2 separate regions of the Pan troglodytes genome follow, and region 2 is linked to region 1. A link is a contact called in public Hi-C data. All regions are on one chromosome and are shown on one strand. Each heading gives the region's core, a stretch centred on a gene start, on an enhancer-like site or on the middle of the called end of the contact. The rest is flanking DNA. Distances are from core to core; before and after follow the strand shown. Region 1 holds the start of BAIAP2L2 (BAR/IMD domain containing adaptor protein 2 like 2). Region 2 holds the start of MAFF (MAF bZIP transcription factor F).

What was found. A called contact is a pair of places that touch in the nucleus more often than the background predicts.
Region 2: a Hi-C map of stem cell-derived neural progenitor cells shows a contact between it and region 1, with 2.3 times the contacts expected there. The contact joins the promoter of MAFF here to the promoter of BAIAP2L2 in region 1. A contact is called at or near these places in 2 of 7 Hi-C or Micro-C datasets (blood and stem cell-derived neural progenitor cells) and 1 of 1 datasets of contacts at active chromatin or transcription factors (stem cell-derived excitatory neurons).

The regions. Positions count from the first base shown.
Region 1 is chr23:40,118,297-40,122,455 of NHGRI_mPanTro3-v2.0_pri, forward strand. It overlaps BAIAP2L2 (BAR/IMD domain containing adaptor protein 2 like 2), which reads right to left and starts at 1,458. Exons shown (of 14, transcript XM_024352930.3): 1 at 1,249-1,458; 2 at 41-116. The coding sequence starts at 1,299. It overlaps PLA2G6 (phospholipase A2 group VI), which reads right to left. Exons shown (of 17, transcript XR_010156020.1): 16 at 3,279-3,352; 17 at 2,269-3,080.
Region 2 is chr23:40,208,841-40,212,745 of NHGRI_mPanTro3-v2.0_pri, forward strand. It overlaps MAFF (MAF bZIP transcription factor F), which reads left to right and starts at 2,152. Exons shown (of 3, transcript XM_001147709.6): 1 at 2,152-2,468.

The sequences.
Region 1 (4,159 bases), core at 208-2,707:
GGCCCAGGGCTGGGGCTCGGTGGCCCGGGCAGGCACTCACCGTGGAAGGCACGCAGGTAGTTGTTGCCCAGGTACACCAGGTTCTCCAGGGCGGGGTTAAACTGCTCCATGATGCTCTGGACCCCAGGGCCAGGGGAGGAAAAAGGTGTAGAGATGGGGGAGCGAGAAGGAACCATGGATGGAGTCAAGTCACCAGGCGTCAGGGACAGGGCACCCCCAGCCCAGTGAGAAGCCCCAGACTTTGGGGCGCCCATCTACAAACCTAGGCTCACCCAGAATCCTGGCTCTTGGCTGCAGGGACCTCAGAGCCCATCTTTTGGGGTCCTGTTCTAAGCTGTGGTCCCCTCACAGCCAGCTCCCGCTCACATCTGCTCTGGCGGGACCGAGGTGCCTCCCGAGATGGTGCACCTGGAAGGTTCTCCTCCTCCCGCTGGGCAGAAGCTGGCCCACCTGCTGTGGTCCCCACTGGGCACGGCTCAGCCCTGCCCTATGTCCAGGCCTTGCTGGGCTATACACCTGGGGCTGCCAACAGTCACCCCCGGGGCAAGGGCAGCTCTTGCCCTCCTCCAAGAACAGCCCCCCATGGGCAAGGCTGTGGCTGGATTAGTGTGGGCCTCCCCAGGCTGGGGCCAGGCAGAGAGCTCCCTGGATGGTGAAGACGGGCCTGGACTTAGGCTTGGACTTGGACTTGGGTCTCAGTTCAAATCCCAGCAGCACCTCTTCCTCCCTCCATGACCTTGAATGAGCTGTTTAACCTCTTTGGTCTCAGTTTTCTCATCTATCAAACAGGGTGGTCATTTTTGACCTCACAGGTGGGTGGTGTGAGGCTTACAGGTGAAAGGGTCCTGCACACAGGAGGTGCTCAATAAATGTCTGTGGCGGCTGCAACAACCCCCTGGGGGTGAAGTAGGAAGTCTGAGGGGCTCAGAAATGAGAGAGAGGGAGAGAGAGGGTCTTTATTCCCAGGCCGGGCAGCCAGGCCCTTCTCATCCAGACTCAACTCTCCCCACCCTGGGCCTTGGGCTCCCTCCTGCCTTGTCCAGCATCTGGGAGTTGGGGGTTCCTGCTGTATGGCTGAGTGCTCTCGGGGATCCTTACCCCCGTACCCACCCCTGGGCCAGCCTGGCTCCAGGCTTCCCTTTCCAGGACATCTGCAGCCCCGGCTGGCCCTCCGTCCTCCAGAGCGGGCCTGATTTCTGTGCTCTGGGAGGAGGGGCTCAGGCCTGGCTTGGCCACCCATGTGCTCACCTTGTAGATGGCCATGGTGGACCTGTAGAACTGGTCCATCTCGGGGGCCATGGAGGGGCTGTCCCGGGTCTGAGCAGGAGGCTGGGAGCTGGTGGCGATGGCACAGCCGGGAGCAGTGGTAGGTAGTCCCTCAGGTGCCCACGACTCGGCTGGCAGCGAGGAAGCCGCGGAGAGGGACCTGGAGATGGAGGCCTGCCTCAGAGGAGTGGCAGCTTAATTATTCACCAACTCGGGATGTCAGAACGTGATCTGGGGCGTAACCAGATCTGGCAGGGAAGGCATCCTGTGACGGGCAGGCTCGTGTGACCTGCCCTTCAATTATTCACCCCTTGGAGCTGTGGGCTGATACAAGTGCCCATGTGGATGAGCCCCCTCCTGGGTCACCCCCTCCTCAAGGACCCCAACCCTGGGGGTCCCCGCCCTCCCACCTGCCTATACCAGGCATTGCCCACCTTACTGGGTGGGCGCTGCCCGATGCCCTCCCCCAGGACTCTCTCTGCCAGACCCAGCAGCAGCAGCCCCTGGAGGGGAACGCCGCTTTACTTCTCACTGTCCTCAGGCCTGCGGCTCACAGTGGGGCCACGCCCTCTGAGCTTGGCTCCCACAGCCGCTCTGGCCCGCCCAGCTCCTCCACTTGCCGGAGCAGGAGCAGCACAAACGCTGGAGTTGCCCAGACCTGGGCAGACCTCGGCCCTGCACACGCGCTGCCTGTCCACGCAGAGTCCCCGGCCTCTCTGGGTGACAAATGGGGCTCTCCCTGGTCCTCCAAGATGAAGTTGAGGATTGTGGCCCTCCTTGGGCCTGCCGGGGGTATGTGGGCCTGGCAGCTGCCTCTGCATACCCTAAGGGCCGGTTTAGGGGAGGCCTAGAGGAAAGAGGAGGTGTCCCTGCCCAGGGATCCTGGAAAACAGAGTGTCCGGGTACAAAGGAAAAGTCCGGTCAAGGCCAAGGGTCAAGGCCGAGAGGAGCCGGGGGTCAGGGGAACAGGTGGATCTCACACCACTGCACACACAACACAGGTGAACTTGAATCCAAATGATTTATTTCAGTTTTGGCTCTTAAGCCACTTCCATTGGGAAGAAGAAACTCCCAGGAGTGACCTTTGAGAGCTGAGGGTTCTCGGGGTGGGGCAGTGTGAGGGGCTGGGCCAGTGTGAGGGGCAAAGTCGAACGGGCATCCCACTCCTGCGGCCTGGGCTTTCCCAGCTGATGGGGTGGGGGACACCCCGTTTCTTTAGTCCCAGCCCCCAGGGAACGGAGCAGAGGGCAGAGGGAGTGGGCTGCACCCACCAGGAAGCCTGGGAGTGCCCTTGCTGGGGGCTGGGGCAGAGGCAGCCCTGCAGGCTCTCAGGGAGGCTGGGGCTGGGGGCAGGGGTATGGTTGTGCCCGGGTACCCTTAATGTTTGAGCTGATGGGGGAGTCAGTTGTCCTTGACAGTCAGGGAAAGGGGCCAAAGGGGGCTCTAAACTTTCCCAGCCTGGAATGACAGAAAGTGCTGGAAGGCGGGGTTAGTGGGAGACAGGCCTTCAGGACCAGCCTCGGGCAGGCAGCTTGGCATTCTCCCAGGCCTGGTCTATGGACTCAGAGGTGCCTGGGCCCAGATCTGCCCGGGAGGGCAGTGGCTGGGCCTGGCCTGGCAGGGGCTGAATGGACGAGGTCAGCTGGGGCCGGTGAGAGGCTGGGGACCCTCAGGGTGAGAGCAGCAGCTGGATGAGCTTCTGGAACTCCTCGCGGTGCTCATAGATGTAGACCTCGGTCTCCCAGAGGGCGTTGACCAGCACTGTGTCACTGACCTCATCCAGCATGATGTCCGTTCCCAGCTGGGGGTTCAATCTGTTCGGGCCAGGGAGGAGGGGGTCACCCTAGGATGCTCAGGCTGGGCAGGGGACGCCAGCTAGGACCAGGGTGGGCTTGGGGAACAGAGCAGACCCTTGGGGAAGGGAAAGTCCACACTAGGGCTGGGAGGGGAAGGTCGGTGAGTCCGACCAGGCCAGGGCACGGGGCCAAGGGCTGGGGCGGCTGAGCCCTCACCTGAAGTACTGGATGCCGACCATCTCGCACCAGGCCCGTGCCCGGTCCACAGCCCGCCCGTCTGGATCCGTGCACTGGTGAGAAGCAGCCTTGGTGAGTGCCGGGCCCACACCCCGCCCGGCCCGCACCCCGCCCGGCCCTGCCCTGCACTCTCGGAGCCCCAGCCTGGGGAGCCCCAGGCTCTTTCGAGTCAGGCTGAGCCACACAGCAGCAGAGTGGCTCGGGCAAAACCCCTTCCTGGGACTGCAGGGACTGTCCCAGCTGTGCAATCAGAGGGGCAGAAGTCTCAGCAGTGCCCTTTCAGGGATGATGAGTGGGGGAAAGGGTAGCGACTGAGTCGACAGGCCTCCATGTCCCCTCTCCCTGAAGTTTCCCTCCCTCCCTCCTCTGTCTCTCTCTCTTTCTTTCTTTCTTTTTGAGACAAGGTCTCCTTCTGTTGCTCAGGCTGGAGTGCAGTGGCATGATCACAGCTCACTGCAGCCTCTGCCTCTTGGGCTTGGGACCACAGGCACACACCACCATGTCCAGCTAGTTTTTAATTTTTTGGTAGAGACAAAGTCTCATTATATTGCTCAGGCTGGTCTCAAACTGCTGTGCTCAAGTGGTCCGCCTGCCTTGGCCTCCCAAAGTGCTGGGATTACAGGGTGAGCGCCCAGCCCGCTCTGGAGCCTTTGTCCGTTCTGGGCTTCTACACTGCGCTATGTTTGCAGAAAGGGATCCGCAGCTAAAAAGGGTTTGAAAACCCCCCTGCTGGTGGTCACTGAGGGTCCCTGCCCCGCACTGAGACCCTGAACTGTGGACTCTCTCTCCCTCCAGCTGGCTAAAGGCGATGGACAGAGCCCTGCTGTCTCCTCCAACACCAAAGGCCCCACAGGATGAGG
Region 2 (3,905 bases), core at 902-3,401, 91 kb after region 1:
ACTGCACTCCAGCCTGGGGCAACACAGCGAGACTCCGGCTCAAAAAAAAAAGGAAAATGGGGATCCTTACTGGTGATCAGGGTGCCACATAGAGGCCTACCCATTTGGAGAGGTCCTATGCCCTCCACAGTGGAGTAAGTGCCATGATGTCGGCTTCACAGGAGGGACTGTGGGAGCGATGGAATTTCAGGCAGTGGGAACATCATGAGCAAAGAAAAGCAGGGGATAAACAGCAACATCCACCCCGCACGTGGCCTCCAAAGCCATCTCTTTTGGGTGGGGCTTCCCACCACGGCGCACACCCCTCATGTTTATGTGGCCCTCCTCCCCTGGTTGCGATGTACCCCCAAACATCTGGGCCAGGAATCATTCAGACCTGGATCCCAATTCCAGTGCTTGTACTTCCTAGCTGAGTGAATTTAGAAAGTCATCTTCACCTCTCTGAGCCTCCAGTCATGTATTCCTTCAACATGTATTTACTGTGGGCCTACTATGTGCCAAGCACTACTCCAGGCACTGGGCGGGCAGTGGTGAACAAGATAAGCCTGGCCAGGCGCAGTGGCTCATGTCTGCAATCCCAACACTTTGGGAGGCTGAGGTGGGTGGCCTGAGGTCAGGGGTTCAAAACCAGCCTGGCCGGGCATGGTGACTCACCTGTAGTCCAGCTACTGGGGGGCTGAATTGCTTGAACCTGGGAGGCGGAGGTTGCAGTGAGCCAAGATTATGCCACTGCACTCCAGCCTGGGCAACAGAGTGAGACTCTGTCTCAAAAAAAAAAAAAAAGAAAAAGAAAAAGAAGCAAGGCCTGCCTTCATAAAACATACATTCTGGTTGGGGAAGACAGACAATAACCAGCACTCACATACATAAATGATGAAACACTCTACAGAAGTATTAAGATAATATAAGAACAAATTTCAAGGCTGGGTGCGGTGGCTTGCGCCTGTAATCCCATTACTTTGGGAGGCCAGCATGGGTGGATTGCCTGAGTCCAGGAGTTTGAGACCAGTTTGGGCAACATGGTAAAACCCTGTCTCTACAAAAAAAAAACAAAAACAAAAAAAACAAAAAAACAAAAAATGAACCTAGCATTGGTGGTGTGTGCTTATGGTCCCAGCTACTTGGGAGGCTAAGGTGGGAGAATGGCTGGAGTCCAGGAGAAGGAGGTTGCAGTGAGCCGAGATTGTGCCACTGCACTCCAGCCTGGGTGACAGAGTGAGACCCTATCTCGAAAAAAAAAAAAAAAAATTCAAGGTGAAGACTGCTTTAACCAGGGTGGTCAGGAAATGTCTCTCTGAGGCAGTGACATCTGGGCTGACGTGAAAGATGAGAAAGAGTCAGGCAAGTGAACAGAAGACCAGACAGCCAGTGCCAAGGGCCTGTCGCAGGAATGAGCTTGGTATGTTTGGGGGACAGAAAGAAGGGCACTGTGGCCGAAGAGCAGTGGATGAGGAGAGAGTGGCCAAAGAAGGTGTGTAAACAACCTGAGCTTTGTTTTGAGAAGAACATTGGCTGGTATAGAAAGAAAGACTTTGGAGGCAAAGTAGGGAGCCTATCTATCCGGAGGCTGCTGCCATTGTCCGGGTAAGCTGATGATGCCGAGACCAGGTGCCATGACTGGAGGTGGTGAGAAATGGTCCTGTGCAGGAGACCTGGAGACACCGCTAGCTTGAGTCCTGAGGTGGGGAGGAAGGGAGAGGGAGGGATGGAGCCAGGCTCCAAGGTTTTGGCTTGAGCAGCTGAGATGGGGTGGCAAGGGAGCAGAGGTAGGGCTGACGATCAGGAGCGGGTTTTTGGGCCGAGTCCTCTGCAGTGCCCATCTGACACCCACTGGATGCGCAGAGTGGGCAGCTGGCTATGAGTCTGGAACTCAGAGAAGCTGTTCGCTCCGGAAATACAAACCTGGGGCTCATAGCCATATAAATGTCATTTAAAGCCACGGGACTGGATGAGATCATTAAGGCAGAAGGTCTAGGTCGAAAGAAGAGGGCCAGGACCACTACCTGTAAAATGAGCCAATGACACCTACACCCACGGGGCTCTCGCGAGGTGTCACGTGAACGCACCCAGCGAGCCCTGGAACCAGGCAGAGAATCGCGGCAGCCCCGGGGGCGGGGCTTCCAGGGGGCGGGGTCATACGGGGGCGGGGCCGAGGGACCAAGCGGCCGCTCCTGGCCGGAGGGCGGCCGGGTCGGTGACGTCACCGCATGACTGGGTTTTTATGAATGAAAGGAATCCTGTGAGTGAGTAATTCCGGGAAGCTCGCCTTACAACTCCGCGCGGCCTCGGCCCCCTGCGCCGCCCGCCCCACAACAAAACTCAGCGCAGCGCTCCCGGGCGCCCGGTTCAGAGCGACCTGCGGCTCAGAGCGGAGGGGAGACTGACCGGAGCGCGGATCGGGACAGCGGCCGGGACAGCGGCGAGACGCGCGTGTGTGAGCGCGCCGGACCAAGCGGGCCCAGAAGCGGGTGAGGAACGCGGGGCCAGGAGGACGGTGCGCGGGACCCCAAGGCGGCAGGGTTTCTGCGTCCCGGGATGCGCCTGGGGTGGGCGCCCGGGCCCGATCCGTCGGGGCTCCCGGAGCTCCATCGCCCGGACGGCTCGGGGCGGGGAGAAGGGAGCGGCCGTCCCGGGGACGCCGAGGACGGGGCCGAGGCCAGCTCGGGGGAGTGGGGGTGGAGACGGGGCCCCTTCCCGGGGCGCGGGCGGGTAGGCAGCGGCGCCGGGAGGAAGGGGCAGCGCAGGCCGGCGATCTCCGCGTCCGCCCGGCGGGGGCGGGGGCGCTGTGCTCCTACGTGACTCGGTGGGAACAGGCCCTGGCCCGGCGCCCGCGGGCGGTGCGTGCGCGGTTTGTTTACGTCCGAGGGCGGGCGTGTGTTCCCTGGCGGGCGGCCTGGGTATCCTGCCCGGTGCGTGCGTGCGCTGTGTACCTCGGGGGCGTGTGTGCGTGTGTTGTGCTTGTGTGTGCGTGTCCGCGCGCGCGCTCCCTGGGGCCTGTACACCAGCAGTGTGTACCTCGGAGAGGGCGTGCCCTGGGCCGGCCACCGGAGTAAACGCGGAACAAGGACCCGAGCGAAGGAAGCGGACCCGTGCGTCTTCGCACGGGGTCTGGGAATTCTGGCCCGGGCCGCCCCAGTCCTACTACCCGGGGCTGCCCGTCCCCGGCTCTCCCCGGAGTTTCCCAGGGCCTCCGCCACGTGACCCCAGTGTTTGTCTCCGGCCCAGAGCCCGCGCCCGCAGCCACAGGGTGGGGCAAGGTATCAAAGACCCCACCCAGCTGAGCTAGGAGTGAGGGATGTGAGCCACCCCCGCTTGGCACCCCGGTGGATCTGGTAACAAAGTGAGTTGGAGCCCAGGTTCTTGTCCCCAGATTTTGGGGCTTCCTGGGGAGGGAAGAACCAAGGGACTCTCGTTCGTCCCCAGGGTTGTCCATCCCCTCAGTCCCATGAGAACAGGAAGGGCCAGAAAACCTTGACTGCAAGGGTGCGGGGCAGGGAGAGGACCACAGGCTTTTAGCTAGTCCGGGTTCTGGAGGCTGTACCTGCTAGGTCGTGGAGGATGGGGCGGAGCCGGTTTCCGCTCTCCTGGTAGTTTCAGTTCACAAGTGGGACTAGTGAGACTAGACTGACCTACAGCTGGACGCCGGAAGCTAGCTGAGGCTCTGAGCCAGCCGACAGACCCCAAGTCCTCACCCTGGGCCAGGCAGGGTCAGTAGGCATTGGGGATAGAACTCTGACTGCACGAAGGGTTAATGAGTGAGGGGTGGGGCCTGACCTAGCCGCCACCCACCCACTCACCCAATAGCCCTGCAGAAAGCACCTGTTTGTCGTAGCCGCCTGCAGGATGGGCTGGGGGCTAGAGATTCCTTGGTCTTAATCCACCTTCCCCCTCCACCCACCCACCCA